Regions from separate parts of the Gossypium hirsutum genome. Here region 2 is linked to region 1. The links are chromatin contacts, called in public Hi-C maps. All regions are on one chromosome and are shown on one strand. Each heading gives the region's core, a stretch centred on a gene start, on an enhancer-like site or on the middle of the called end of the contact. The rest is flanking DNA. Distances are from core to core; before and after follow the strand shown. Region 1 holds the start of LOC107963155 (adrenodoxin-like protein 1, mitochondrial). Region 2 holds the start of LOC107961624 (phosphoinositide phosphatase SAC3).

What was found. Hi-C and Micro-C count contacts between places; a contact is called where the count stands out from the background.
Region 2: a Hi-C map of leaf shows a contact between it and region 1, with 2.4 times the contacts expected there. The contact joins the promoter of LOC107961624 here to the promoter of LOC107963155 in region 1. A contact is called at or near these places in 8 of 34 Hi-C or Micro-C datasets (callus, leaf and petal).

The regions. Positions count from the first base shown.
Region 1 is chrA06:22,704,917-22,707,540 of Gossypium_hirsutum_v2.1, forward strand. LOC107963155 (adrenodoxin-like protein 1, mitochondrial) reads right to left here and starts at 1,287. Exons shown (of 8, transcript XM_041115932.1): 1 at 782-1,287; 2 at 475-542.
Region 2 is chrA06:23,375,647-23,378,270 of Gossypium_hirsutum_v2.1, forward strand. LOC107961624 (phosphoinositide phosphatase SAC3) reads right to left here and starts at 1,331. Exons shown (of 16, transcript XM_016897676.2): 1 at 539-1,331; 2 at 161-365; 3 at 1-66. The coding sequence starts at 652.

The sequences.
Region 1 (2,624 bases), core at 37-2,536:
AATGACCAACGTTAATCAAATCATTCCATCTCCTTAGAAAATAAAATCAATGCCATACTATTTCCTTTCTGTAGACAAGACAAGAGACCGTTCTTTCATAAGAAAACTGATCTACACTAAGTCATCATAAGCTCATCAAAAACTACAATAATTTCATTATGTTAACAACGAATATGTTCAAGACTATCTAAAGCAAAATCATTTGCTCATTCACTAGCATAGTTAACACATTTCTTCTCCTGATATCATAACTAGCTAACCATGAAAGAAGCTAATCTCATTAGAGTTCACAACTAAAACTTCCACTTTAATCCTGATAAACTGCTATGTTTTCCATCATTTACACTCCACAGTCCAATATTCCCTACAGGTCAAGCATGTCATAACCGGCAGGATAACTTGGCCAATTGTCAACAACTACCAAATATATATATATATTTTTTATTGAAATATAAGAAAATAATCATCACTAACCGTAGACCACTGGTAATGACTGCAATGCCTTTGTTTATATCTTGATCTAGACATATATGCATATCCACCTGTCAAAAAAAATGCAATGTGTATATCTTGCTCAAAAAGATAGTTTCATACAAACCATGCATTTGTAGGAGCCTAAAAACTATACCACAATCATCAAAACAAGTTGTCAACTTAGTAACTAAAAGGGTATCACATTTTTATTTAGAAATATCTCTAAATATTAATATTGCCAATAGCAAATAATAAAACTAAAATTCAAACCATAAGAAATGAAGTCAAATTGAAAAGAAAAGTATACCTCTTGATAGCTCCTTGGCAACCCGAAATCCAACTCTACAAAGCCTAGAAATTAACATAACTCGAAATAGAAAAGCAGGCCCTATTTAAGGAGGAGGGGGGGAAGGCTTTAGAGCTAAAATTTTTCAAACTTTAACAAACACATCAAAGTCTAAATGGACTTGCATGTAGAGCGAATTAATCAATAAAGTTCAACTGGGTATTCATCTAAGCTGCTGCATATTGATATAGACAAGTACTTAAATCTCCAGAAAAGAAGACATAACGAAAAAAGTGAGTAAGCGACCTTTTGTAACGAGAGAAGAGGAAATTGGAACTTGGTCTGGGACAGTGATCTCTAATGCGCGTTAAGACGAAAACTCTGACTAGTTTTGAAGGCAAATGGTGGCCGCCGGCGAGGGCAGTTGGCTGAGGTTAGATGAACAAGTTTCTTTAGAATAATATGCGCCGTAGAGACTACCGGGTAGAAGATGAGAGATTGAACGACGCCGTTTGAAGGAACTTTGACACTAGGAAAAGGAAAATAAAATGTTATTGCAGTGGAGATGCGGGGGATCGAACGCTGTACCTCTCTCATGCAAGGCTAGCGCTCTACCATTTGAGCTACATCCCCTCGTGCTTACCATGTTCTAACTTCTTAATTAATACTTATTTTGAAAAAGTTAAATCAATTGAAATATAATATTTTCAATGATTTATTTCTTACATATTTGATAATACAAAATAAAAATAACTGAATAGAATTTTTCTGTGAAAAAGATAAGTAGATAATAGCTATTTATAATTTATTTTAATTTTTATTAAATTTTGATTTGGTTTAAAACAAAATGGAATATTTAAAAGTTAAGGATAAATGTAGAATATTTTTTATAACTTAAAATTTATATTTATCAAACAATCGAATTACATTCACTATTTAATTTTAAACAATATGTCAAAAAAATTATAATTTAAATTTAGTAATACTTAATTATTAAGTTATACATCACTCTATTTTCTTATATATCATACATCACCTTAGACATCATAATTAAACGTAAACTACATCTCAGGCCACATATCTATGCTAATTTTTTTTTCTATTTTTTTTATCTAATCATAAAAATTATAAAATAATTAATCAATTAATAGTATAAATTTTGTAACGGAAAGATGATTTGGCTATTTTAAAATAAGCATATTATAGTTTATAAATAATATATATATATATATATATATATATATACTTGGACGGTGTAAGTAAAGTTGTTTTCTAAAGGAAAATGATTGTTGATGTCGCTTATTCTAAAATAAATAAAGGTATAATTATTTATTGGCCCTTTAATTTTATAAAAAAATTATTTTAACCTTTTATTTAATTTTTAAGCTTCTTTTACTTATAAACTTGTGTTTTTTTGTCAAATTATATTAAAATGAATGAAAAATTAACATTATTTAACTTTGCTGACGTGAAATACACATAGACGACATATCAATATTTAATTAATTTTTTAAAAATTTAAAAATTATATAAAAATATTTTTAAAATTAAAAATCATTAAAATTATTTAAAATATTATTTTTAATATATATTTTTTAAAATTTTAAAATTAATTAAATTCTTTTGTGTCATTTATGTGGTAATTTACTTGTATTTCACGTCAGTAAAATTAATTTTTTATCTGTTTTAGAGCTATTTGATAAAAAATATAAATTTTAAGACTAAAAAAGATAAAAAAATTAAATTGAGGACTAAAATAAAATTTTTATAAGTTAAAAGGTAAAAAAATTATTATACTTAAAATTAAAAAATAAAATAAAATAGGGGGCTGCACGTGCACACAAAGTTAGAAAAGCAAAGAATC
Region 2 (2,624 bases), core at 81-2,580, 670 kb after region 1:
TTGAGCCAATCTGCCTTCTTTTTGTAATAAGCAGCATATAATAAGGCCCCAAAAATTTAATAAACCCTAAAACATGGAACAATTTTTACGTATTAGATTAACAACATTTGAATAAAATTAATAGTCTCCTAAAACCATAACCTAATTTCAACATCCATACCAACAATGCCATAACAAATTGTAACGAATCTCAATCCACCGGTGGATATATTTCCTTCATGTATCCGCCTCAACAACTCAGAGCATTCACTCTCTGTATACGTGGTAGAGTCTTCCCGAATGTTCAGCTCGGAAGGATCAAGCCGGTCTATCTTTAACACTCTCCAATAAGTTCTACTCTTATCCCTTCCAATCATATAAAAGTTCTGTACACAAACACCAAAATAAAAATAAGTTCAACATCAAAACAAATCTACTTAAGTAAAATTACATCAAAATCAAGTTGATAACAACGAAAATTAAAGATATCACAATGAGCTCAAAGCAAACAAATAAACAATAAAAAAAATTAAAAAACAGAAATGAAAGAAAAAATTACCGATCGAGTTTCGTAGAGTCTGAATTTCTGCATACATGTAGAAGTTTGAGATTGGGAGGAGCTCTCATGATTGTCAATGTTATCGCAGCAATATTTTGCAGCGGAGGATTCCATGGTAAGCTTCTTTTTCCTCACCGTTGTTATTTTTCAATTTCAGGTTCAGATCTCCCCCCCGAGCCCCAGGCTCAGGGAATTTATCAGAAGAGCATGCACTAACGATGGAACTTTCTCGCTATTTACCTTTGGTTTACGTTGAGAGAAAAATCCATACCTCAATACGGAAATTTGCCTTATTCTTGCCAAACCACAATCGGTCCTCCTTTGCAAATAATGGAGCTTGGCTGCTTCAAATACAGCATCTTCTTTTGAAATCGAAAGAAGCAACAAGAAAACGGGAAACTCAGGAGACCTGGCTAAGGACGTTTGACCGACCTTTCCTTAATCCCTAACTCCAATTATCTTCCCCTTCACATCCAAATGTCAAACGCCGAATTTACCCCAAATTCGACATGATTTGTGATCTTTCTCCAATCAGGGCCGTAATTGCAGAGATCGAAAATAAAATTAAACAAGATTGTATTTATATATCATTTTAACATATAAAAACGGGAATCTTATCGTTTTTTCTTCTGTGCAGCGGGCTAAAAATAAAATTGGAAGTTTATAAAAGAAGGGAAGATCGAGATTTAGAGTTTATTTTTATTTTAGATGAAAAGGTAGCTGCTAGGTTAATATTAGTGATGTAGGAGCTGGGTTTCCTTTTTCCTTTTTTTTTTTTTTTAATTTCCTCTTAATCATGATGATGTCGTGTTTAAAACTACATCAAGAAAAGCCTAATTAATTAATTATATTATTTCCCTCTTCCACCCTTGTGCATCCCTCTACTTTTGCTTTCACTCCCTCTACTTCTCACACATTTTAAATTTAGTCTTTTCAGTTTTGATTGCGATTATGTGTATTTTTTAAATCCCATGCATCCAATGTTCAATTTGAAATGTAAACATCTTTATTTTGAATCTTGGTTTTTAACACTAGTTAGTGGTGTGTTTGTACACTACTTAACATTCTCTTTTGTTATTTAATAAATTCTAATACACTACTTACATTCTCTTTTCTTATTTAATAAATTCTAATTTTCTAGAACTTGTTTAACTAGCATTGTAATTCTTATGTCATGTTTAGTAATAGAAAATTATGAATAATATTTTAGAAAAAAGTAATTAAAGTTATCAACAAGTGGTTGGGTGTAATACTAAGGCACATTACACTTTTAAAGGAAAAATTTAAGTTCGAACATTAGAGATGACATTGTTAGAAGGATGGATAGTAATGAATCTTGAATATGAAATATAAAAGTACTTACTCATCTAATTTAAGGGATTTTTTTTTTTACTATCATATCAATTAGACTTCCATTGTTAAATTGAAATAGTTGATTAAATAGTTAAATTTTGAATTTTAAGGAAAATTGATAAATTTCACCCTTAAGTTTTATATTTTTTTGCCACTTTTAAAAAACAATTTGGCCCTCAATCTTGTATAAAAAGTTGAATTTGATGATCAATCTTTTTAAGAGAGTCGAATATTTTTTTAACAAAAATCTTGATTAAAACTTTAAATTTTTAATTTTTAAACATGGAAGCCTGTATAGCAATTCACATGTACTTGATGCTAATTTTTTGAAATTTTACAATTTATTTTTAAAAAATTGAATATGTTTATTGTTTTTAAATTATTTGTTGGACTGTCAAGTACACATAAACTATCATGTGGGCCATCACGCTAACATCGTTAAAAATTTGACATTTTAATTAGTATTTTTGTTAAAAATATAATTTAACTATTTTTAACATTGTTAACGACAAATTAAGCTAAAATAATAAGAAGAACCAAATTGACAAATATTATAAACATTAAAACTAAATTTATCATTATGTCAATTTGTATTATTATTATTTTAACTATTATTATTGAAGAAGTCTAAGAATACAATCACTAATAATATACATCCCATCCATTAAAATAAATATAAACTTAATATAAAATACAACTAAATTATAATCAAAATTTATTCGAAACTAAATTA